Linked DNA regions of Mus musculus: regions 1, 3 and 4 are each linked to region 2. The links are chromatin contacts, called in public Hi-C and HiChIP or PLAC-seq maps. All regions are on one chromosome and are shown on one strand. Each heading gives the region's core, a stretch centred on a gene start, on an enhancer-like site or on the middle of the called end of the contact. The rest is flanking DNA. Distances are from core to core; before and after follow the strand shown.

What was found. Hi-C and Micro-C count contacts between places; a contact is called where the count stands out from the background. HiChIP or PLAC-seq counts read pairs in DNA pulled down with a chosen protein or histone mark.
Region 1: a Hi-C map of embryonic fibroblasts shows a contact between it and region 2, with 13 times the contacts expected there. The contact joins the promoter of 1110046J04Rik here to the promoter of Serpinb6b in region 2. A contact is called at or near these places in 12 of 39 promoter capture datasets (the 3T3-L1 cell line, cranial neural crest, embryonic stem cells and 8 more), 1 of 484 Hi-C or Micro-C datasets (embryonic fibroblasts), 5 of 115 datasets of contacts at active chromatin or transcription factors (the 230-238 cell line, forebrain, large pre-B cells and 1 more) and 1 of 9 other capture datasets (macrophages).
Region 3: a contact with region 2 is called in a FOXA1 HiChIP or PLAC-seq map of pancreatic cancer cells. The contact joins the enhancer-like site here to the promoter of Serpinb6b in region 2. A contact is called at or near these places in 7 of 39 promoter capture datasets (the 3T3-L1 cell line, cranial neural crest, embryonic stem cells and 2 more), 2 of 115 datasets of contacts at active chromatin or transcription factors (large pre-B cells and pancreatic cancer cells) and 1 of 9 other capture datasets (embryonic stem cells).
Region 4: a contact with region 2 is called in an H3K4me3 HiChIP or PLAC-seq map of the 230-238 cell line, with 16 read pairs. The contact joins the enhancer-like site here to the promoter of Serpinb6b in region 2. A contact is called at or near these places in 3 of 39 promoter capture datasets (the 3T3-L1 cell line, hippocampal neurons and stem cell-derived epiblast-like cells), 2 of 15 datasets of contacts at CTCF or cohesin (large pre-B cells and pro-B cells), 1 of 484 Hi-C or Micro-C datasets (the Ba/F3 cell line), 4 of 115 datasets of contacts at active chromatin or transcription factors (the 230-238 cell line, large pre-B cells, pancreatic cancer cells and 1 more) and 1 of 9 other capture datasets (embryonic stem cells).

Annotation. Positions count from the first base shown.
Region 1 is chr13:33,934,595-33,937,565 of GRCm38.p6, forward strand. 1110046J04Rik (RIKEN cDNA 1110046J04 gene) reads left to right here and starts at 1,438. Exons shown (of 5, transcript NR_040707.1): 1 at 1,438-1,503. It overlaps Serpinb6a (serine (or cysteine) peptidase inhibitor, clade B, member 6a), which reads right to left and starts at 1,489. Exons shown (of 7, transcript NM_009254.3): 1 at 1,328-1,489.
Region 2 is chr13:32,963,932-32,966,914 of GRCm38.p6, forward strand. Serpinb6b (serine (or cysteine) peptidase inhibitor, clade B, member 6b) reads left to right here and starts at 1,330. Exons shown (of 7, transcript NM_011454.2): 1 at 1,330-1,612.
Region 3 is chr13:33,821,971-33,825,434 of GRCm38.p6, forward strand. No RefSeq gene overlaps it. Among named protein-coding and RNA genes, the nearest start is that of Serpinb6e, 20 kb to the right of the region's middle. Within about 2 kb of position 1,566, at least 7 of the 459 cell types and tissues checked have an H3K27ac peak or open chromatin away from gene starts, as enhancers often do. A contact at or near this core is called in pancreatic cancer cells, where this site is marked.
Region 4 is chr13:33,560,431-33,563,585 of GRCm38.p6, forward strand. Gm6093 (predicted gene 6093) reads right to left here. Exons shown (of 3, transcript NR_131141.1): 3 at 2,056-3,155. Among named protein-coding and RNA genes, the nearest start is that of Gm6093, 7.3 kb to the right of the region's middle. Within about 2 kb of position 1,456, at least 34 of the 459 cell types and tissues checked have an H3K27ac peak or open chromatin away from gene starts, as enhancers often do. A contact at or near this core is called in the 230-238 cell line, the Ba/F3 cell line and pancreatic cancer cells, where this site is marked.

The DNA of each region.
Region 1 (2,971 bases), core at 188-2,687, 970 kb after region 2:
CAGGTATACAGCAACACATCTCAGTTCTCCTTCAATGTTTTCTATCAGATTTTGATTTCTGCTTCATGTTGACTAAAAGTAAAATCCATGTATGAGATGGTATGGGGAGACATGCAGGTATAGGAAGCCAAATAAACTTGGTATATGGAGCCAAGAGTGCCCCAAACACACCCTTTCTGCGTGATGACACAAGCCATATCGGATACAATTACTCAGAGCAGCCTTGAAACACTAGGACACACCCCATGTAAACGGATAACAGCAATCATCCCACAAGCCCCAGCGCCACAGTCCCTGATCACACATACTTTTACCCAAGGTTACTTGATATATTAGATCCAACACCCAACTCCTAAGCCACTGGAGGAAGGAAATGAGCAGCCTCTGGAAAAGACCTATTACAATCAATTGCCTCCCAAGCAGTCAGAAAAATAAGTGCCAAACCTCGCCCAGTTTTCCCTCACTCAGTGTTTCTGACACCATATGAATACTAGCTGTCCATATTTCTGATCCTAATGTGGAGAAAAGACCTAACCTAACGGGAGGAAAGGAGGAAGACCAGGCATGTATCTCAGTAGGAAAGAACTTGCTCAGCATTACAAGGCTCTGGGTCCATCAAAAAGAGGAGGGAGGAAAAAACAAGTTCACATGCCAAGTGCTTCTGGCACAGAAACTGTCAAAAACTTTGCCCATGATTTTCTCCTAACCTGACAGATATCAAATTTGTGAGTTTAGTAGGAGGGAAAACAAACAAACAAACAAACAAACAAAACCCAAAGATCTGGAATTGTTTCTCACAAGTATTTATGTTTGTGGGCCTCCGGGGTGCTTAAGATTTGTCACAAACTTCCCAGCACAGCCTGGGCAGCGCCCCTGGGAGATTCAGGCACACTGGACAGGAAAGGGTCTGAGCACCCAGCCCTTGGTCTCTCTCCCCCACCTCCCAGATCCCAACGCCCGTCCTAGTGCGTCACCAGCCTGCGTCTCTGGAGTCTCCAGGTTCACTCCGGATCGAAGGACATACGTGATCACCTGTAGCCCCGGGGCCCCGCGCAGCAGCCAGGCCGGCTCCGCGCAGCCCCCATCCCTCGCTAGCCGTCGCCTCCAAGGACTCTGGCAGATCTGGGAGGGCGGCGATGTCACCAGATGGCTGGGATCACAAGGCGACTCACTTGGCTGCGTCACGGCCCGCTGAAGCCGCTGTGCAGCAGAGGGAACCCGAGTCAGGTCCACAGGGCTCTCGCCGCGCGCCACACCCGCCTGCGTCCCCAGCTCCCCACCCCCACCCCGCCACCCCACCCCCGCCTCAGCCCACCGAAGAGCATACCCTAGATTCTCCTAGATTCTCGATTTCCGGACTGGTAGCAAGCAGAGAAGAGATGAGGAGGCCCCAACCGCGCCCGAGGCCTTAAATACTTATGGGGGGCGGAGAGTCGGGAGGAGTCTGAAGGCCAGGGTGCGGCCGCTCCCGAGTAGGAAAAGGAAGAGAGTAAGTAAGGCCAGGTGAGTGCCTGCGGACCCACAATCTAGCCTATCCTCTGGCTCTTGGCCACTTTGCCTCAGATTGGGCAGCTGATCTTTCTGGTACTTTCTGGATGCTTTGGCTACCTCCACTTAGCGATGCCAGAAGTGTGCCAGCACTTAGTGGATGGACATACTTGTGACAAAGCAGATCATAAGTTTAAAGTGAGAAAGGAAGAAAAGACTTTTAACTACTGGGGCTGGAGGTAGAGATCTTATTCAGCAGGCACAGAAAAATAAAGAAAGGTGGTCAGTGCCTGTGTCCCAGTGTAGCCTTCTCAGCTTTGGGTAAGCCTTTCCCAGCCATGAAAAGGATGAGCAGTATTCCCAGCCTTCAGCAGGCTAAACAGACCTTATCAACCTGGACACAGACATCTGTCTTGGCTGCAATTGCAGGTACCCATGGGAACTTTAAGGTTTTTGCGCTGACCTTGCTGCTACAACATACTCAAGCTGAAGAAGTGGATGGATTTTGTGGGTTTTTTTTTTCCTTTATAAACACAAAGCTTATTATCAAACTTTGAGCCTTGATCAGAACCTTTGTCTTAGCTTCATCCTTCTCTCACCCCTTTACCTTATTTCTAGCCCCCGTTTCAGGTAAACCCAGTTCAACCATGGCTGCTAGATGGCTACAGATGGACTTGAAAACTGGGGTGGGGGTGAAGGGGGGACTACTGAGAAGTGCTGTCTTGGGTGGAGCGCCACAGAAAACAGAAGAAAAGTGAAAGTATCCATGAAGCACTGTAAGCAACATGCAGCATTAATGCTAGTGCTAGCCATAAATTTTATTTTTTGAAACTGCTGCTGTAAAAAAGTGCTTTCAGGAGGATACAGGCTAGGCTGAAGAAGTGTTGGCCCGACATGGGCTTCGCCTAAGGTGTGGCTGCATAATGGGGCGAGGGAATTCTAAATAGGCATTTGTCCACAGCCAGGAGCTGCTCCAGGTGAAAGGAGTAGGATTTAAAATAAAATAAAAAGAGTAAAAAACAAAAAACAACAACAACCAAAACAGATGTTAGAAAAATTCTTAGCTCAAGTACATTTATGTTGTCCTTAATTCCCAGAAATAGGAATGGTAAATATATAAGTAAAAGAATTAGTCACGTTGAAGAGAAATTGGGAAAGTTAGAAAAGCAGGGCGCTGGAGAACAACTATCGGTAGCTACCACTGTGCCTCTTCTCTCTTTGGCAGAATTCCCAGAAGGAGATAAAGAGTGAGGCCTTGAACACGAGAGAGAGAAAAAGAGAATAGGTTTCAGAAATGGAGTTGTCCCCTGTCCAGGACGCTTTAGCACAAGAGAAGGAAAATAGATATAAGATATTTCAGAGCTCTCCTAGGGACAGGAAGAAATTGGTCCTGCTTCCTCTCTGGCTCCTGTTGGAGATATACTTAGTTCTGGTTAGGATATCTGGGTCCCTTTGAAACATCAAGTTCTATTCCCTCTCTGTC
Region 2 (2,983 bases), core at 80-2,579:
CAACAAAAATATGGATTTTTCTCAGGACGTACATACATAAGTTTGGCAAAAGACCCAGAAGACTGGCTGGAATTGGACTCTGCAGAGAATCGCCATCAGGTACCGTCCTTATGAGGATGGATTCCACAACTAACCAAACGTTCCGTGTATTTATCCTTTTAAGAATCTGGATTCACTCCAGGGTATTTTTCCATCTCAGGACTCATTTAATTGGAATGCACACACTGATACCCCAGCTGGATGACTCTGTGTGAATTAACATGGACGGGAGCTTAGCTGTATGCTAGTTATGACAACCCTTGAAATGGTTTAAAGTCAAAACATCTATCAAGATACACACAAAGGAATTCAGAGAAGCCAGAAAAGGAGATAAGAGAGAATTCTGTGCAATCTTTTTAGAGAGGTCACCCAAACATTTTAAAGTAACGACTTGTAGATCTGTGGTAGAGAACCGAAATAATGCTCCCTGTTGATGATAAACCGGAAGTTAGTTATACAGAAGAACCCTAATGTGCACAGGTACAGAGGCTATGTGCCCTGTAGTTTGAAAAAGGGTGGGCCAGAAGGATAAGCCAGAGCAATAAAGCTGCACTGGAAAGAATGCAGAGGCTAAATGAAGCATTCCTTTGTGTTTCTGTATGTCAAGAGTCACATCTCACAGCTGGTGTGGTGGCCTGGTCTGTTATGACACCTAGAAAGGCCAGTGTGGTGCTGAACATTCTATAAGGTGCTACAGCTTAGACACAGCCGAGACACACCTAACTCAAATGTCAGAAAGGTCAATGTTGGGGATCCTTGTCCTGGTGTGAGAGTGAAGAAGGCAGAAAAGAATCTGAGGTCTCCAGAGCTGACCAGTCTCTTAAACCTGGCCAGCATTCTCTCCACCGGGTCTTTTTGCTCGATAGGAGAGATGTGAGATGTTAGAGTTTTTCTGCCATTTATATAAAATGTCAGTACCTGAGGGCTGGGACAGTAGTGGAGTCTTGGACACAGTAATTACAAGGGAGGCTTCTGTGGTTTTCTGTGCATACTCGGCAAAAACTTGGACCCTGGTTATAACCCTGAAAGGAACTCCCAACATTTCTGTTTAATGCTGTCTCATTTATTCCCATTGAGAGTTAGCACATTTTAGTCATTGAGGCCATAACACTCATGTAGTGTGGAACACACCCTCCCACAGAGGGAGGAAGACAGGGAGAGAGGAGGAGGGGGAAAGAAGAGAAGAGGAAGAGGGGGGGGGGGGCGGGCGTTGCATGCCCCCTAGTGGACACCCTTCTAATTGCTTCATCCAAGCGGTTTGGTTAAATCCCTTGGTTTTCTGAAGTAGGTAGTCATAGCAAACAAACAGTGCTAGCGAGGATTCCTGATTTAACTAGACCAGTCTGCAGCTAGCTGCTGAACCCGACTGCAGGCAATGGTCAAAGTGCAGCGATCCTGCTTTTCCGTTTCTTTTCCTTTTCACCCGGACAGCCCACAGCCCCTCTGACACCTCCCCTGGGACTTCCTGACTCTGGGACCTCCCCACGCTGCGCCCTGCAGCTATTTGAGGCCAGAGCACAGGCTCTTCCTTCTCTAGATTCTGCTTGCTGACAGCCTGAACCTGGGGTTCCAGGTAAGCTCTGCTACGAGCTGGCTGAAGATGGTGGGGTAGGGTGCTGGGGTTGTGGGACCTGGATGGGAGGAGCTAACTTGGCGCATGGAATGGGCATGACATAAGAATCCTGCAGGGATTGGTACGAAGAGGTATCAAAACCAAGAGGGACCTAGTCTGTCCAGGGCGGCAGGCTTTGCCACCCTTGTGGCCTCTTATTGGCTGAGTGAGCCTGCGTCTTAGAGACGGGGTTGGGCTGTTCTCAGGGGGTTGCCCATACCCTTAGTGCCTTTAAGCTTGGATCAATACCCCAGGATTTGTCCAGTTTTGTCCTTTGTTTGTTTTTGTTGTTCTCTTGTTTGTTATTGTTTTATCACACTCGTGGCAATGGTGGTGGAATCCTGCAAGATTTGATGTCTGTGGGACATAGGCGAAGTTTTGATAAAGTTTGTGTGTCAGATGAAAGCTCAGGTTTTCCTCCCTTCCTTTGTTTTGTTGGTGGACCCTGAGCCTGTTCTTCTGCTTGCTCAGCCCCAGAGCCCCAGGCTTACTGTTCCTCCTTCTTACCTTGAATCCATTTTGAGAATCGGAAGTATGGAAATCTAGCATTCATGTGCTGTCAGGAAGCTAGATGAGGTTTGGCTCTTTTACACCGTTTTTAGGGTATGTGGGAAACAGCTGCTTGTGAGAGCATTGTACCTGAGGCTGCCCACTTCCTCGTGTGGTTTGTGTGTGGAGGGTCCGACTATCAAATAACATTTGTGTTAAGGTCCTGTGAGCCGTGCTGGGGCCCAGTAATGTGAATGTGGTTACAGGAAATGACTGCTGTTTGTGTTTGAGAACTACCCTGAGTATCTGTACCCACTATGGCTTCTGTTGTCACACAGAGAGGGTGTATGGTTCACACTTTGTTCCCTAAAGCATGTTCGCTTGGATCCCTGTGTCTTCTTCCATGGATTTCACACTTAGTCAACCAGACTCAGCAGATATAAACCAACAGCAGATAAAAACTACTTTGGAGAAGCTAGGTGTTCTGTAGGTAAGCCAGCATCCAAGAGACAGAGTCAGGAAGATAAGAGTGGGAGGTCAACCTGGATGACACAACGATGAGACTCCAATTCAAACGTGGCTAAACTGTTTTTCCTTTTCTGCTCTAAATAGTATGGTATAAAGGGTGGTTTATTTGGCATTTACATTGTATAGTGTAATGTAGGTTATTTATAGATGATTTGAAAAATACAGGGAGATGTAGATTGGTTATATCAAATATTATAGTATTTTATTTTTTAATTTAACTGTTTTGCATATCATGTGTGTTTCCTTGAGTGGGTATGTGTATGTACATATGTGTGTATATACGTGTGTGGTGCCTGGCATCTTTTTTTATTATGC
Region 3 (3,464 bases), core at 316-2,815, 860 kb after region 2:
CTGGTTTGTTCTTGTTACTACAGGTTGTATTTTTTTCTGTTTTTGGTTGAATTTTGCTTCTGGTTGTGCCTTTTTTCTGTTCACAGATTCTAAACGATGTCACATCCTTTGTAGTTCAAGGCTTCGAATGTGTTTCTTTGGCTTGTTGAAGTTAGGATAGACGTATCTGTGAGCTGTGGTTATCTCAGGGTCAGGAGACATCCTGAATCTCAGTCTGGGGTGGGTGTGGGCTTGGGGGGAGTCAAGAGACACCCACCAATCTGATCCTTTTCTTGTGGGTGTGCACCATTTTCTGATTATTTCTCATTTCTGCCTGATAGAGAGAGCAAGTTAGATTTGTGTTTTCAGTGGCATAAAGAGTTCTTTTTATGTGAGCACCATTTTCTGATCATTTCTTGTTTCTGCTCAATAGACAAAAAAAAAAAAAAGGTTTTATTTGTGGTTTTATTTATTATGTTTGTGTTTCTCGTTACATAATGATGATGATGAGGTTATTTTGATGAAGTAATTTTGACTTTGATGGGCTTATTGCTTTAACAAAATGACTTTTACAGGTGATTTTGACAAGTTGACTTTAAAGAAGTGACTTTTACTTAGACAGACATATTAACATGAGACAGGTTACCTCTACTGTATTCTACAGGTTCCCTTCACCACAGAAGAGGCCAAGAAGCTGGTTCCTTGTCCCACAGGGAATCCTCTCCCAATATGCTTGCTTTCCCTTGACTCGCCCAGATTGAGATTTTTTTTAACACCATTAAAGGTAAAAAGAGGTTTTAACCCCGTAAAGATTTTAAAGGTAAAAAGAGGCTCTTGGTAAGTCATCAGACTGTGTTGGCAGGTCTCAAGGCAGCCACAAGATGGCCCACAAATTTGGCCATAGTATATGATATTAGACAGTAAAAGCCCTTTTAGAGAAAGTCATGGAGACATTTCGACAATACACCACAATGAACTTTAAATTATTAGAAACAAAGGCAGAAATTGTTCTAGCTTTTGTTAATTAGGTGGCACCAGATATTAAGAAAAAGCTCCAGAGGATTAAGAAGTTAAAGAAAAAGTCTGAGGGATTTAATGATAATAGAAGAGAGAATATTTAATGGAAGAAAGACTACAGAGGAGAAGCAGATGAGAGGACAGAAGCAACAGACTCCAGACCTGGCAAAGATCCTGTTGGCAGACAAACCAAAAGACTGTAAGAGATGCCTAAAACAGATAGCTTCAAAAGAAGGAGGTAAGGGTGGCCTTAAAGATCAAAAGTATCCCCTCCCCAAGCACAGTGAATCCCTAAAAGTAAAAGGAAACCCCACTAGCGTTTCTATTGATAATTAATAACTTCAACATTCTGTCTTGCTAAAACCTGAAGATAGAGTCTCTTCATCCATTTATAAATGACTTCCTAGTGGCAACAGAAACAAAACAAAATCACAGGACCTCTTAGATACCATGAAAATTTTGGGCTATTGAGCCTCTGCTAAGAAGGTCCTATTGTGTCAACTACAGGTGACCACCCTAGGCCTGGGGGATGCCTACTCAGACTCAGGGTTCTGGCATCAGTTAATGGCCAATGTGTCACCAATTGGCAGAAGCTGGCCCCCACCCTGTTTACACATCAGTGCAGCAATGGCCTCCTGGTTAAATATTATGCCATGATGACTCATTACCAGCCTCTCTTCTTGAATGTCTGCAGTATAACTTTTCAGCTGCCCTGCTGCCTGACCCTGAGCATGAGTGATGGGCTTCTGCATAATTGCTCTTGGCTTGGTACTCCTATATTGAGTACAAGGTGAATGTAGAGGTAAAATGGTTTACCAATGGCAAAAGCCTCAATCAGGATGAACAGAGTTATGCTGGGCAGCAGTGGTCTCAGACACCAAGATCATATGGGCAGAGCCACTCCTGGCAGGAATGTTAGCCCAGAAAGATGAACTGGCAGCTCTGACCAAGGCACTGGAGCTGAGAAAAGGCAAGAGACACACATAGCCAGTGTGCCTTTGCTACCACTCATATTCCTTAGGCTATTTATAAGGAGAGGGACCTTCTGACAGCAGAAGGAAGAACTAAACTCCATCCCAGAAGGCAACAAGACAGCCCAATGAGTGCCCTGAAAAATTGGGCCCCTCACATCCTTGATTGCCCTAGACCCAGGAGATTCCATACTCTGACCAGACAGAAGACATGATCAAGGTCAAAAGCCTGCCCACCTCTTTGTATCATAAGAGATGATGGAGTACAGCTGACTACAAACTGATTATACTAGAGAAAATGGATATACACATACTTTAAAAGATCCATTGTTCTTCATACATGTGATACTAGAAAATGCAGGACTTAGTCTGCCAGTCCCACATCAGAATTATATATGCCAATTTGAACAGCTAAAATTATTAAAAACTATAAGGCTTGTCAATTGACCAATACAGTTGCTAGTGAGAAGAACCCTGGTACTCAATACAGGAGGAGTACCAAGCCAAGAGTCTCTCAGGAAATGGACTTAATGGAGGTAAAACCAGGAAAATTCAGATACAAATATTTGCTAATATTAAAGATACCTTTTCAAGATAGACTGAGACTTTCCCAACTAAGCATAAGACTGTGGAGACAGTAACAAAGGAACTACTAAAAAAAATCTTCCAAGATATAGTTTTCTAAGCATATAGGCCCAGACAATGGACCTACATTTGTGTGCAAGGTAAGTTAGAGATTAGATAATATTTTAGAGATTGATTAGAAACTTCATTGTGCACATAGACCCCAGAGTTCAGGATAGGTAGAAAAGATAAACCCTAAAAGAGATTTCAAATAAATTGACCTTAGAGACTGATGGTGACTATTTTCCCCTTCATCCTTTATAGAGAACAAAATTCCCCATATCAGATGGGATTCACCCCTTTAAAGTTATGTTTGACTTACCTACTGACAGAAGTCATATGATCTCAAGGTTGTCCAATGGGTACACAAATGTGTTTGGCTTAAACTTTGTGCTTTCCATAAAACAGGATCACCTCCAGAGCTCCATCAACTTTAGCCCAGAGATTGGGTTGTAGTCAAGTGACACTGCCAGGGGTCACTATTGATTTGCTCAAAGGGTCCCTGTACTACAGAGTTATAGTGTAGGTCTGGCACACATCCATTTACAGTTGAAGAAGATCTTGGCCAGCAGGAGGAGAATTCAGCCTCAAGACTCCTTCCTGTCTCCCATTGATAGGCCCCTACCCATGCTCCAAGGACACCACAAAGATATAGCCCTGTTACTGTTTTAATAAAGCTTCAGGAAGTCCCATGGTTGGGACTTCTAGTCACAAGAGAAAGTGGGGAGGGAGATGCTAAATCTTTTAAATTCAGGCTCCATTTTAGAGAACCTAGCCTAAGTTTGAACTCGGCAAACTAACAGTCTGGTACCTAACATTAGTTTCCAAGCCCCCCCCCCAAAAAAAACCCTTGACCCTAACTCCAGTCTCTAG
Region 4 (3,155 bases), core at 206-2,705, 600 kb after region 2:
CTTTCTTCTTTACTACATGTAAGCCTTTTAACTTAGCATACAGATCATTATTATAACAACATGTGGGTTCAATCAAGACAGTGAGGGGTGTGGGAGCTTCATAAAGGATCTCAAAAGGAGTAAGACTGAATTGAGAGGAAATATTTCTGGTTCTAAATAGGGCAGGGGGGAGGAACACCACCCAGTCTGTGCCAGTCTCCATGGTTAATTTGTCAAGGTCTCTTTTAGGGTTCTATTCATCCTTTCTACCTGACCTGAATTCTGAGGTCTGTACATACAATGTAATTCCCATTTGACCTGTAATACTTGACCACCCCCTGACTTACTTGGGCAACAAAGGCAAGGCCATTATCTGACCCTATTGCTTTTGGCATTCTGAAACTTGGAAATTTTTTTCAATAATTTTCTTGACGACTATCTGAGCAGTCTCATTTTTACAGTGAAAAGCTTCTATGCATCTCGAGATCATATTCACAAAGGCAAGAAGGTATTTATACCCATATTTTCGTTGGTAAAGTCTACTTGCCATAGATGCCAGGTTTGTCTCCCCGGTACCTTTTCCCTGGATCCACTGTAATGTGGCAGACATTGACATTTTAGCAGGGCACACACTTGTGCAACACCTGCTCCACAAGGTGTTTTAAACCTCATACATGGTACTTAGTCTTGGAGAATGTCTGGATGAGCTTGCTTATCCCTAAGTGCATCTTTTTGAGCATAGACTCTGCTTGTCTTTATGGCAGAATTTTCTTTCCCCTGGAGGTATACCACAGTCTCTTATTTTTGTTGAACTGGTAACTATAATCTTTGGAAATGAGGGTTAAATCCTCTGCTGTATAGGCAAACTTGGGCTCTGTTGCCAGGAGCACCAGCAGGGTCATGGCTGCAACAATTCTTGGTCTGCCATGTTGTCGTCCCTTGCTTTCATGGTATCTGTCTAATGGTGACTAGGACAGTGGATGATGTTTACCTTGGCAGGGTCATGGAGGTCCCTCAGGAGAGCTGGTATTTTCTCATTGTTCTTAATTTCTTTTCCTCCAGTTCTCAGTAGACCCCTCTGTTGATATATGGCCCTATGGACATGGGCTGTGGCCAAAGCATACTTGCTATCCATGTAGACATTGAGTCTTTTTTCTTTTCTTATTTCCAGGACCTTAGTGTGGACGATCAGTTTTGCCTTTTGGGCTAATGTGTCCTCTAGCAGGACCTTTGTCCAGATAACTTGGTGTCTGTCTACCACAACTGCTCCAGCATGTCTCATTTCTTTTTCTAGATAGCTGTTCACATCTGTTAACCAGGTAACATCTGTGCCCTCTAGTGGCTTGTCTGTAGATCTTCATGTCACCTATGTGCCTCAGCAAGAATTTGCTGACAGTCATGTACAGGAGACTCTATGTCTCGTTCTGTGAGCATGGTAACTGAATTTAGACATGCGAGGGTCAGGGAGAAGTGACTCTTTCAGAGTTAAGCAATAGAGTCTGGTAATGAGTCATGTGAGCGTTAGTCAGTCATCAGTCAGGGGGCTAGTGAACCATGCTCTCTAGAATTCTCACAGAATTACCAAATTCTGTCCTAGAGTCAATTTATCTGTGTTCTTGACCAGTAACATCACAACAGCTACTATGCACAGACAAGCAGGCCATCTGTAGCCACAAGGTCTAATTTATTTTGATAAGTATGTGCTGGGAACTAAAATAGGGGGCCCTGGGGAAGAGGGGGAAGGACCCCGTCAGAGTTTTACCTATTCTCTCATCAGTCAGGCATGGAAGGGCTGCTATACACTTACCACTCATCCCCGGGTGAGCATTTAAGCCTCTGACCCACTCTTCGGGGTGGCAAAAGGGCAGCCCTACTGGGAGCCCTAGCTAAAGCCACTGGGGTTATGGGAAAGAGGAATGAGGGAAGTAAGGTTCCCAACACCAGCAAGAGTGAGTGCAGCGGATCTTGACTGGAGCACAGGAAGGCCTTCCATCAAGAGATTAGAAACGGCTCATTAGGAGAAAGCCTATCTCATCCTCCAAGCTCAGTGGGTCTTGATGAGCAGAGACATTCTATGGTTTTAGAGCTTTATTATAGAAAGGCAGGGAGAAAGAGAGAAGGTAGAAGAGAGAGGGGGAAGGTTAGAGAGAAAGAGAGTAAGAGGGAGGGAGGAGAGGACAAAGAGAGAGGAGAGAGGAGAGAAGACAAAGAGTGTCATGGACCGGGCTCAGTCAGCCCCCCTCAATCCATGGGAATCAGTGTCTTGGACAGATGGGCATAGAGTCGGTGAGAATGGGGTACAGACAGAGGCAGACAGGAGAGAATGTGTTGGGTCTGAATGTAATGTCCAAACGAACACCAGGCTTTTTTATACAGAAGAAAAACAAACAAACAAACAAACAAACAAACAAACAACCAGGAGAACACATCTGCCAAGTTACAGTGACACAAAACAAAAGGAATGCATACATCAAAAGATGGAGGGAACCAGGCCACATTTACCACTTAAAATGGTGCCAGGTGAATGCTCTGATGCAATGCTAGTCTATTGTTAAACCCACCATCAGGGGTTCTTTAGTAAATTCCTGATTATGCTATTCCACTGGGCCTAGTGAAGAAACCTGTACCAGGGGAATGCCCTTCCACTAAATCTTTCATGGACAAACCACCTATTTGCTAGGACATTGTGTATTCCTGTGTTTGGGTGCAACTCAGCTATTGTCCTAAGTAATCACTATGCAGATTAGCCCTGAGCTTTTCTAGATCTGTTCTTTGTAATGCTTGATTATTTTCAGGGTTTCTACTAGAAGTGAATTCGAATGTTACTGAATAGGTAACATTCTTACTGCTCCTCAAGCTCACCTTTGACTTCAAGGATTTTCTAGGAACCATTGGAACACTAGTGGAGGCTTAGCTATATGTCAAGAATCAATCCTTAAAGGCACTTATAATAAAACAATACTGAAAGAGAGCATGTGTATCCATACACCAGACTAACAAGGGGACAGGGTTTGTGTATACAGGCTATTGGAATGCCAAGGTTCTAGGAGGCATAGTTTCCTTGAAACTGTTTGCCTCATGACTGCCTTCAGGCCTTTTTGCTTGTCAAGCAGAGTTCTTTGGAGTGGGTGTAGCAAAAGAGAGAGGAGAAAGGGGGTGATTGTGAGGGGTAAGAA